Regions from separate parts of the Mus musculus genome. Here region 1 is linked to region 2. Evidence: chromatin contacts called from public Hi-C data. All regions are on one chromosome and are shown on one strand. Each heading gives the region's core, a stretch centred on a gene start, on an enhancer-like site or on the middle of the called end of the contact. The rest is flanking DNA. Distances are from core to core; before and after follow the strand shown. Region 1 has its middle 22 kb from the start of Gm41183. Region 2 overlaps Ptk2b (PTK2 protein tyrosine kinase 2 beta).

Region 1 (5,963 bases), core at 305-2,804, 160 kb after region 2:
GAAAGTTCACAACATTTCAGGAACCAGGGAAGCCATCAGGTTGTAATAAAAATAAGGGTCCAGAACTAAACATGCAGGCATGCAGCCTATGAACCCACAAGCCTCTCAAATGTGTGTGTGTGTGCGATTAGATTATGTTCACATGATTGTAACTCCAAAGGTACAGAATGTGCTAGAAGAGTCTCACTGCACACTGACCCTCCCAGGCGGGCCATAGTATCAGTTTTCTTCTCAGTCTTCTGAGAGGCTTTGTCCGTGGTGCGTACTCTATTGATGAGTGACTTCTGTATGCACATAACATGCACCATAACTTAAAAGCAGACTGTCCTGCCCTGTATCTAACCAACCTGACTGGGAGCAGGAAGCTCAAAATGAAGAATACTGTTAAAATAAGTGAAGATGTTCCTTCACTGTAGGGAAGGCGTGTCCTGTATGGTTGCATGCAACACTCACTTGGTAGATGCCACACTTTTTGCTTAAACATTGTGTCTTAGAGTTTTAAAAGAAAAAGAAAACGCTAAAGCCTTTTAAACCCAAGACCTTACGAAATGTGTTTCAATTCCAGTCTTCACAAAGGAGTCTGGTAGCCCGGAGACTAGGATAGGGAATTGGGTCGGACAGCCTGGGTTCAGATTCTGCCTCAGCTGCTGTCAGACCTTAAGAGAATGGTTTCTTTTTTCCTTAGTTTCAAGTAAAAACAGAGAGGGGGGTGAGGAGCTTTCCTACACACACACACACACACACACCAGCATGTATGGCAATTGTGAGGTGGTGTGTGCATGTGGCATGCATATGCGCGTGAGGTCCATTCCTCAGAGGCTCTCCATCTTGATTTTGGGGACAGAGTCTCACTGGGGCCTGAGACTTATTGGTTACCAACTGGCCAGTGAGCCCTAAGGACCTGCTGTCTCTCCCTTCCTGGCTCTGAGATTAGGCACTCACCACCAAGCTTTGCTTTTTACCTGTGTGCCAGAGATTGATGCTGGTCTTCAGGCTTGTGTGGCAAGAATTTTCCCAACCAGGAAGTCTCCCCAGCCCCTGGCTATGAGATTGAAGGTGAGCAAACGTGTACAGCACTAGAGTTTGGTGCACATAAAACAGTTGAGTTTACCATTCTGTCACTGAGCTGCAGCCACAATGTCAGGCAAACTTGGACAGTTATGCCGTTTTCTTTACCAAGTAACTTCTAGTGCTAGTGCCTTGAAAACCGTAGCTGTCACCAGCAAGAATCTGTCTTTGCAGTGTAAAGGACCACTGATTCAAGAAGCAGGGTGTGGCACTCACTCACTGACTGGAGGCTTCCCCCCTCCCCCGTTTGATCCCAGAGGGAAATGAGCGTGTATATTGCTTCAGACACAGCAAAGGAATAGAGAGGAGCAGAGCTTGAGGATCTGTGCATAAAATTAGTGGATCACAGGATAAAATTGTGCTGTTATTTCTGCAGTGGCTCATGAGTACACGTGAGCTGAGTGATAACACCAGATGCTGCCTCCTGCCCACTGAGGGGGCTGTCTGCACAGTGATTGGACAAAGAGCATTGTCAGTGATGAGAGAGATACTGGGATCACAGAGTCTCCAGGTTTCAAGAAGAGAAAGCCTTCTCTGCTGTGCCAGGCCACTCCCTCCCTCTCCCCCCCCCCCCCCCCAGCCACACAGAAGGGCTGAGAAGATGGGTCCATACTGACAGAAACCAATAGCCCAGGGCTCTCGGGGAAACCTTCCTGCCATTTGTCCTTGTTTGTGGTTGTCACTTGGATGGGTCTCTTCTGCCAGGAAAACGGGCTGAGGAATGCAGGAGATGTGGTTTCCATGGATACTGGGCTAGCTGGTATTTGCATAATTCAGTTTGAAGAACAGACAGTCTGGGAACAATGGGGACCCAGAGGAACATGAAGGTACATAGGGAAGAGTCAGCGATGGGGAGCTGGGCTCCGCCTCACCCCTTTTGTAGGGGTGCATTTGAATCTGTACACCCCCAGTTCTCAGTCTGTGGCAGCACGGAGGGGGTGGAGCATAAACAATGTCCCCACAAGAAACCGTAGCATGGGGAGTGAGTCAATACTGACTGCCACCCCAGAGCCTAGTCATTGGTACAGGCTACCCTTCCTTAAAAACTAACAAGGTAAGACAAGACAATATAAGCTGTTTAATGTTCTAGTCCCCACCTCTCTCAAGATGCCTTACTGCTAGTAGCTAAAGCAAAGCAAAGCCTCGGATAAGGGAGGCCTCGGCGTCTCTTTAGAAGGCCCAGAAGCACCCTGAAGCAGCTTTGGTGTCCTGGATAAGCAGGACCAGAGGGAGAAGAGGAAGTCAGTGAGATCAGGCCAAGAGACAGAGAAGCCCTACAGCCCTGACACCCAGAGAAGAGACCTCCCAACAGATAGAAGACTAGGGGAAACTGAGGAAGAAACATGGAAGGCAGCTCCAGTACCATGGCGCAAGAGAGGAAAAGAAACAAATACAGGAGAAAATGGAGAGCAGAAAATGGAAATCTAATTTAAAACCCACAATGAGCGATAATGATGAAGTCGCTTATCACCCCGGACAGACCAGCACGGAATTTGAATTATAGGTCACAGAACACCAACGTCTAGAAGAACACTGCGAAAGGATCACAACAACAACAACAACAAAAAATGCATACTGAGGAATGACAGAAACGAAATGAATGTGGAGCAGCCTGCTTGCTCTACCAGAGGGCAATGAGCAGGGCAGCAAGAAGGAATGCCAAGGCTCTGAATCTCCTAGAATTCTAAGTCACTTCATTTATGAACTGCTTGTGTGTGCGCACATGTGTGCTTGCCACAGCACACGTGAAAGTCAGAGGACAACTCCCAGGAGTTAGTTCAAACAGATCATCAGGCCTGAGTGCAGAGGCATCTATCTACTGAACCTTCCCCCCCCCCCCCCGACTCTTGAGAGGTTATTTTCAGAGAGTAACGGGACACCAGGAAACTGGGTGTTGTTTGCTTGCCCATCATCCCAGTGTTCAGGAGGCTGAAGGAGGATCTTGAATTCAAGGGCCAGCTTGTGGTACAGAACAGACACCCATCTCAAAACAACAGCAAACAAAAAAGAGCAGGGCACACGCACGCACGCGCATACACACACACACACACACACACACACACACGCACGCAAAAGCAAGTCCCCTTTGGATTTTTATTTTAAAAACATAGTCTCCAATATATGGAAAAATAGAAGAAATAAATCCATATGCCAAGACTGAAAGCCAAGTAAATACAAGGTCACAAAATAAAATATGCCAACCAATAGAATTTTTATTTTTATTTTTTTTACATTTTTTTTTAGAGTTTTCAAAATGAAGCCAGCTGTAGTGACTCATGTCAGCGATCCTAATGCTCAGGACACTGAGGTGGGAGCATTGCCAGCCTGGGTAACAGTTTGACACCCTGCCCAAGAGATTAAACAGAATCTTATTTTTCTAAAAAAAATATTTACTTTTTGTTATTTTTATTTTATCTGAATGCATTTTGTTTTGCCTGCATACATTATCTAAGTACCATGTACATGCAGTGCGTGTGGCATGCAGATCCCCTGGAACAGGTGTTTGTGAGCTACCATGATGGCGCTGAGAACCAAACTCAGATCCTCTGCAAGAGCAGGAAGTGCTCGCTACCCTTGAGCCGTCTCTCCAGCCCCCAGGCAAAAATTTTTAATTAAAGATTAATACTTGTGACTGGAAGGATGGGCCTTAGAGGTTCAGAGTTGTTACTGTTCTTGTCGAGAACCCAGGTCTGATTTGCAGCACATACATGGGGTAGCTTACAATTCTCTCTTAACTCCCATTCCAGGAGCTCCAGCGTCCTCTTTGGTCTCAGTGGGTACAAGGCACACGTGTAATGCATATACATACATCCAGGCAAACACTCCCATACATAAAAGTTAATAGCTTTTAAAGGATTCTCACACTAGGTATACAAATACTATAATCAATTGCTTTAATTTTCTTTTTCAAAATGAAAGATCGATGAACCACAGTAGCAGGTGTTTGCATTTCTTCTAGGCCCCGCCCCCCCCCCCCCCCCCAGTTACCTGGCAACAGTCAGGAGTTCCGACTCACTATAAAAGGGGCTGCTTGCCCTCTCCTCTCTCTCTCTTGCTCACGCTCTTCCTCTTTCTTTCTTCCACCTCTGTCCCTTCTCTCCCCACTCCCATTGCTGCTCTCTCTCCATGTGTTCATGCCCCCCCTCTCTCCCTCCCTCTCCGTCTGTCTGTCTGTCTGTCTGTCTGTCTGTCTCTGTCTCTGTCTCTGTCTCTGTCTCTGTCTCTCTCTCTCTCTCTGTGTGTGTGTGTGTGTGTGTGTGTGTGTGTGCCTTTCTCTGCCTCCACTACTCCATCAGCTCCCCTCCTCATGCCCTAAATAAGCTCTATTCTATACTATACCATCATATGCATGGGGCACCCCCTTCCCCCACACCATACCGTGCCTCCACCAAACATATCCTTGGCTTCTCTTTCTTTTTTATAAAATGCAACAGCAGGGAGTCTAGTTCCTCACTATACAGACCCAAGGAAAAAGAAAATGAGATACTTGATAATTTCAGACAATTAACAAGGATGGAATGAAATATAAAGCTAGTTTTTATTTAAAAACATCAAAACATGCAAGGCAAGTCCAGGCATCGATTACAAGTTTGCTGGTGTAGTTACTTAGAGTCTTCTGAGTCACTTAAAGTCAGTGGACTGCTTCAAGACTGGGGACGGGAGCCCAGTGGCTCTCTTCACATATCAGTGCTTTTCCCCTGAGTCAAATCTTACTTGTTCATATCATGCATTTGCAGTATTCCGATGACAGCCTGAGATTCCGTCATTCTCCTTTAAATAGCCATGTGCACTTGCCTGGTTGGCACGCGGCTCTCACTGGGTGTTAGCATTGGTTACAGGGAGGCTCCTGCAATCCACTATGTCTCACAGCACAGCTACACATCATCATTAACATTGATTGTCACCATTTTCAGGGACCCTGATGATTTCTGTGTCCTGTTGGCTCACAGGATGACATCACCACCAGCTTTTTCTAAAAACTGTCAACACCTTTTCTGTCAGCAATATCCAACAGAAAATATAATGGGAATAAGATTATTTGAAAATAGCAACTAAAAGTAACAGGATCTTTACTCAAGATTTCTTTAAAAGTGTGTGTGTGTGTGTTTACTGAGGATTAAAACAATCATGGTGGCTTGAGTAAAGAATGACACAGCCCTGCCATGTTGGTGCTGCTGCTTGGGAAATTTATGAAACTTCAGGAGCTGGTGCTTTCTCGCCCTGCTGGAGGAAGGCTTTGAGGGTTTATAGCCTTGTCCAACTTCCTGCTTTCTCCCTCTGCTAACTGTGTTCGGACAAAGATGGCCAACAGGCTTCCTGCTCCTGCCACGAGGCCTGCCTACTGCCATGTCTTCCAGACCTAATGCTCACCCACTCCCTTTGGAACCATAAATCAAAAACAAAAACAACAACAACAAAAAAAGCTCCAAAAACTGTCTTCTGTAAGTTGCTGTTGGTCATGTGTTTCATCACAGAAACAAAACAGTAACGAATTCTCTCAAGATCTCATGCACACCGTGCAGGGCTATATTCCCCAAACTATATCTTCAGCCCTTGTCTTTCCATTTTTATTTTGGGTCAGAGTCTTCATAAATTTCCTAGGCTGGCCTGAACTTCAGATCTTCCTGCAAAACTCCCAAGGAGCTACTATCACAGGTGAGCCCCACCGTGCCTCGCCAAATTAAATTCTAAAGCCACAACAAAGCCTTACTGGAACGTTTAAAGCAACATCTCAGAGCAAGTAGATGTGGTGCTAAAATGCCCAGACGCTTTGAAGTCGAAAAGGTGATTTTAATTTAACTGGAAATAACATGAAAAGGTCAACAAGATATTTTAGAGAAATGATCATCTTATTATGATTGTATCAAAGGAAACATTTAGCTGTGTACAAAAGA
Region 2 (6,222 bases), core at 1,562-4,061:
AGTAGGGACAGAGGGGAGCCACTCACCAAGCATCTTTCCTCTCGCCTCAGCCACTGGGAATCTTCCACCATCTGCTTCTGCTGTCTTTCTAGGACCTGCTTCATCTTGATCTTCTCTGCCTCCCAGAGCTGCTGGGCCTCTTCTCGGCTACTGGGCCGGATGAAGTCCTCCTCCTGTGAGGACAACAGCCGCAGTGAGCCCCATCCTCAGGCCTGGACTGGGGAGGATTAGCTGAAAAGCCCCAAGGAGCCAAACCTTGGCATCACCTGCTGCTCTTCTCTAGGCTATTTCTAAAGCCAGAGGCACAAATGCAGACAGCTCTGGTCTCAGCCTCAACCACATGGTTGGCTGTAACCAGATGCCAAACCCCAGAGCACTGGGTTCAAACTGTCACACAGTCTGCCAATGATATATTTTCAACTATCTACCCATTTTTCTCTGCTGGCATTTGTGATGGCGGCTGACACTTATCAGGCTCAGAAATGCAAAGCTGGCTCCTAACCTTTGGAACTCGTTTTCACCTACGCACTATGGTGACAGATCTGGAAACATCTACAGTGAGGCTACCTCTGAGCTCCAGGTGTACAGGATTATTTGTGCCCATCGATCATGCATGCTTGGTTAGGAGAACAGCTTCAATGATACAGAAGGAGGTTAAAAGAAATGAAGGAGCTAAGAAAGGAGACAAATAATTAAACTCTCAGAAGCTTAACTCTACAGACATAAGAAGAAGGTTCCTTCCTCCTAGATAGCCCTAACCCTGGTCTTTACATACCAGTGAGGCTTTGGACTTTATTCTTAGTTTTGTTTCTTAAGTGGGTGTTGGTGTTTTCCTATTTACCTCAGTCTTTCCAGGGTGCATTTACAAAATTATTTTCTCAGTCCCCCCTAAACCCTTGCCTTTCATCTACTGTGATGGATCACCTTGCCTTGGGTTGACTGGAGGAAGAAAGTTGTGTGTATCTTCTTGATTGGGAAACATTTGTCAGTGACAGAGTCCTCTTGTGAAGTCCTGTTTGGCTTGAGTGTGGCCCCCTAAGATTTGTGTGTCGGGAATTTGACTTCCAGGGCAACAGTGTTGAGAGGTGGGGTGACTTGGAGGTCATGGAGGCACTGACTTCATGAACAAGTTAACAAACATGTGGACTCCTGAAAGAAGGGAGAGTTTGCCTCTCTGTTGTCATTCTGTGTTCTCCCTTAACCACATGGTGTCTTCTGCCAAGTTAGGAAACAGCAGGAAGGCCCTTGCTAGAGGTGGCCCTTGATCGTGGCCTTCTCAGTCCCCCAAACTGGAAGTAATGACCTTCTGTCCAGTAAAAAGCACCCAGCCTCAGGTATCCCATTACAGAAGCACACAACAAGTCAACATGGTCCCTTCCCTTTTATGTGCCAGTTTATAGGGTGCTCAAAGAAAATGTTAAAAAAAAAGTCATATCTACTTTTAACAAGTCATGTCTCTGCCAGGCCTCTGAAAAGTTTCCCACTAAGCTCCATAAAACAGGCTTGATCATTACACTATAGCTTTAAAATAGTTGAATTGGAGTACACTGCCCATCATTAATATAGATTCAAGTCTCGGTGTTTATTTCTTATAATATTCTTCATCCAATCCATTCAGCAACTATTGGTTAAGCAGCTACTGTGTGGTAGGCATAAAGCTGGATGCTGGAAGAACAGCAGTTTTAAAAACCACGTGTTTCTGTTTTCATAGGGCTAAATGACTAATATAAAGAGTTATTTATGCCCCTAACACAATGCTATCTACAATGGTATGATGGGCCAGGAGGTCTTCAGTGGAGCCCAGTGGGTGCCTGTCCATGTTCTTAGCACTAAAAACTAAACTCACTAAACCTCTTTTCTGTGTGAAGCACTTAGCCACAGGTATTTTGTTATAGAAGCAAAATAACAGACTAAGACACAAATGTCCCAAAAAATGAAGGTAAGCATTTTAAAGTTAAAAATATCCCCAGTTAAACTCAATGCAGGTCTATGGTCACCTTGGGCTTTTAATAAATGGTAGAACTAAGTGTCAAAAGTTTTCAATTCAGGGTCAGAAATATAAAAGAAAATATAGAGACCGAGGAATATTAAATACTGATAGGACAAGTTACTGGACTCCAAAATCTTCTATATAGTTTTGTCATAAGAGATTGCCACAGGTTATACGTGATGTATACCCCAGGCTTGACCTTGGCAAATATTTATTAGCAAACAAATGCTAGAAAGCTTGTTCTGATGACTTCTAATTACATAATAAAACTAAAGGATAAAGGTAGAGGCTTTCTGCTTTATTCTTAATCTGTGTATGTATGTGCACACGTGCATGTATGTGTGTTGGTGTGTGTTGTGGGAGCATGTGTGTGTGGCAGCTGGAGGCTGAGACAGGCATCTTCCTCAACTGTTTTTCACGCCCTTGGAGCATGGTATCTCCCTCAGCTGAACTGACAACTCACTGGTACGGATTAATCAACCTGGCCACCTCGCTCCCAGAATTCTCGGTTCCTAGGAACTGGAATTACAGGTGAACCAGCATGCTGACCCAGCGTTTAGGTGAGTGGGAGGATCCAAACTCTGGTCTTCATGCTTGCACAGCAAGTGCCTCATCCTTGGAGCCATTGTCCCAGCTCCAGTAATTTCAATAATAACGTTTAAACCTTGAACTTCTTTACATTCTGGTATTCTCCCTAGGCAACCGACACCCACACTTCTTGGAAGGAATCGGGGATTTGCGTTACAGAATGGTGCTCCTGAGTTGTTTTCAGTAACTGCTGCCGCTCATCCTTCCTGCCTCATTTACACCTCCGCATAAAACCTTCCTTGTTCTAGCAAAACCATAGTCCCGCCCCCTTGCCTCATAGCAAAGCAGTGGCCCCACCCCTTACCCTATAGCTTTCTGCCACTTAGTCTTGGCTCCTATAGCAGCCTCTTCTTTGTACATCTCCCACATTCCAGTTTTGTCCCTTTCCAACGTTTCCCTAGGTGATACAGGTGAGTGTGCACCTGTGCCCTGAAGGCAAAGCCTCCTGGTTCCTCCTTCAGCACCTAGGACAGCACCCTGCTGCACCTCGTTATGGAATTGGGATATGGGGTGGGGGGATGACTATCATCATCCTTGTGCGACGTTCCACCGGACTCCCAGAGGAGCCACACTATACAGGAAATGATTTTGCCATCTCCGAATTTTTGTTAAATGCTTTCAGATGCTTCGTGGGAAAGCTGTTATCTCGTGAGCATGGCACTGGCAAGCGACTGTCTCACGTACACCATAAAATGGAGTTTATACTTTTTCTTTTTTATGTATTTAAAGAAGAACTCTTCATGTTCTTTCAGAGTTCCTTTATGACAGTCACTTCTAAACGCCTGCCACAAAAGACCTGCACAGCCTGTCTTTATGGAACTGAAAAAAGTCCTGGCAGTGAAACACAGCCCAGACAATGGCAGTGCTGCCCCCCACAGGCACTAAGCAGCCTCTTTCTGAAAGAACGAATGCAATTTTTTAAAAAAGCTCTCCAAAACTTAATAACTATGAATAAAGAGTCCAGGGCAGGGGTGGTGGTGAGCATTGCCTAAATTAGAGCACATGTTTAAAACTGTGGGTTAATTATGGTTAATCATACATGAAGACCGAAATTGGTGAAATTAATGTAAGAGAGAAAAACAGAGTGAGTTTGAAGAAATTTGACTTCATAACAGACCTCAGCTGCCTGGAATTCTAAATTATGCTCATTTCAAATTTTTGCTAAATTAAGAATAATAGCACAGAAGCATATTCAAATAATTGCCTACATTTCTCAAATGTGTTCTAACGAACATGTATTTTTTTTTCCCCACAAAAAGCTTTAGAGTTATGGATCTTGAGGCTGAAACGTATATACATATAGAGCAAGAGAGGAAACGGTGAGTATTTCAGTCTGTTTCATAACTTAGTAAAATATATCAAGTGCTTACAGCAACTTGATGTTGGGGGTGGACACCTGCTCACAAGCCAAGTGCTCAGCGCAGAAGACCTGACATTCTGGCCCAGGAAGCCTCCAGGGCTTCACTGGAGACAAAGAGGCTGCAGTGAGCTGGTTCATGAGCCTGTTTTCTTACCAGTCTCTATTCTTCATACCCAGAATCCCAAATCACAAAAGCAGCAGGGAAAGCCACCATGAGGAAGTCTTTCCTCCAGGGATAGATTTAGCAACCAAAGCCACCAGTCAGAAAGGCAGCACAGGGAGGCACCTCCAGCATCCCTTATTCCATAGCAACCCCAGGCCCTCTGTCCACAAGCCTCTACACTGCCTATTGTACCTGACTCCTGAGACCCAGGAAAGGAAGAGAATCTGCCATCCTTGGCCACAGCACCAGTCTGGACAAAAAAACCGGGTCGGTCCAGCTGATATGTTTGCAAAGGGAAGAGGGCCACAGAGGTTCTCAGGAGTCTGACTGGCACACGGAACCACGGAGCACTTCCCAGGCCACCTCCCTCCAGCAGCCTCCGTGGTGAGGCTGACACCCAGCATGCAGAGTCCTCTTACCCGCATGCTGTGGCGCTTGAAGACATTGTGCCGGTGGAGAGGTGGGGTGTGTAGCGAGTTAACTGGAGATGGATACTCCATAGGGCTGGTAAGCGTAGGAGAGCTGGCACACAGACCCTCAGGGACCTATTCATGAGAAGCAAAGAAGCACAAGGCACAGGGACAAGGCGAGAGGATGACAATTAGCTGCTACAAACAGGAGCACACAAAAAGGGCGAGAGCACACCATGGGGGTGCAGACTTGCTCTACTGTGGCACATAAAACATGGGTTGTATCATTTCCCTGCCGAAGAGGTGTGGCAGAACAGCGTGGCCTCTCCTCTGCCAGACACACCTCCTACACAATGCTCTTCACATGGGTAGATGCTCACAGGCAGCTCATCTCCTGGAGACTAGGGGACCTCAGGACCCTTGGGAAAAGGGTTATGTGTCATAGTTGTGACATGGGTTACGATAAGCTTGCAGATAATGAATGCAGACATATACACAGAGTTATCCCTCAGTGGCCCAGGGGTGTGTGGTTCCAGAATGCACCATAGATATGGAATTCCTTACATAAAATGGTGTTATATTTGTATATCTATAGCTATCATGTGATATAAAGCATCTCTAGATCTTTTACATTGAATATTATGCAAAGGTGATATAAGTGGCGTAATATATTGTTTAGGGGATAATGACAAGAACAATCTGTACCTATTTCATGGCGGATATGGGCTTTGTTCTTTTCTTTTTTTCATGTTTACCATTATTGGTCGGTTGAATCCACAACAGAAAAATAGATCTCTCTCTCTCATATGTGTGTGTGTGTCTGTGTGTCTGTGTGTGTAAGTATATGTGTGCATGTGTGTATGTATATATATGTATATGTGTGTCTGGGGTGTAATCATCTTGATTAAAACTTATTCCATTTTTGTGTGTGTTTGCTGTACATTAGTGTGTGTGTGTGTGTGTGTTGTGTGCATGTGTGTGTGAGTACACATGGGGCCTGGATTGATGTCAGGAGTCATCCTTTATCACTATCCTACCTTATTCACCAAAGCATGGTCTCAATGTCAAACCGAGAGCTTGTGTCAACATTCACCAGTTCTCTCTGGGGGTTCCTTGTCTCCACCTTCTAAGGCTGTGGTTCCAGACAGCCACCATGCTCACCTGGCATTTATGTGGGTCCCAGGGCTCTCCAAACTTCAGCTGGCATACTTTTACAGCAGGTGTTTTAATCTCTCCAGTCTAACAATGCTATTTTACATGGTTTTTTAAAACCTTTGTTAGTGTACGTGTGTGTGTGTGTGTGTGTGTGTGTGTGTGTGTGTGTGTGAATGGGTGCATGACATATAGTGATTGTGGAGGTCAGAGAACAAATTCTGGACATTGGTCTTCTCCTTCCACCATGTGGGGTCCAGGGATTGAACTCAGGCAATAAGTGCCTTTACCCACTAAACTATTGTGGCAGCCTACATATCTCTTTATCACCTCCTGCATGACATTTTCTTTATGTGGAGAGAATTTGTCGTCCATTCTTGGCTGGGCTTGATTTTTGACACAGGGCCATCTCCCTGACAAGGAAAGTGTGGTTGGGAGGCTCTCTCTTCCTGTCTGGAGGACCAGCAAAGCTAACATTGGTTCTTGTCTTTTGAAATATTCTATTTTCAAGCCACAACTCCGTTCAAGGGGATGGAGGGGAAGGAAAGGCAGGAGGCTG

The links. Hi-C and Micro-C count contacts between places; a contact is called where the count stands out from the background.
Region 1: a Hi-C map of cerebral cortex shows a contact between it and region 2, with 4 times the contacts expected there. The contact joins two enhancer-like sites. A contact is called at or near these places in 1 of 15 datasets of contacts at CTCF or cohesin (large pre-B cells), 2 of 484 Hi-C or Micro-C datasets (bone marrow-derived macrophages and cerebral cortex), 2 of 115 datasets of contacts at active chromatin or transcription factors (CD8 T cells and the HPC-7 cell line) and 3 of 9 other capture datasets (adipose tissue, liver and pancreatic islet).

What each region holds. Positions count from the first base shown.
Region 1 is chr14:66,318,282-66,324,244 of GRCm38.p6, forward strand. No RefSeq gene overlaps it. Among named protein-coding and RNA genes, the nearest start is that of Gm41183, 22 kb to the right of the region's middle. Within about 2 kb of position 1,555, at least 88 of the 459 cell types and tissues checked have an H3K27ac peak or open chromatin away from gene starts, as enhancers often do. A contact at or near this core is called in cerebral cortex, where this site is marked.
Region 2 is chr14:66,158,505-66,164,726 of GRCm38.p6, forward strand. Ptk2b (PTK2 protein tyrosine kinase 2 beta) reads right to left here. Exons shown (of 31, transcript NM_001162366.2): 24 at 4,521-4,646; 25 at 27-173. Among named protein-coding and RNA genes, the nearest start is that of Gm52098, 17 kb to the right of the region's middle. Within about 2 kb of position 2,812, at least 13 of the 459 cell types and tissues checked have an H3K27ac peak or open chromatin away from gene starts, as enhancers often do. A contact at or near this core is called in cerebral cortex, where this site is marked.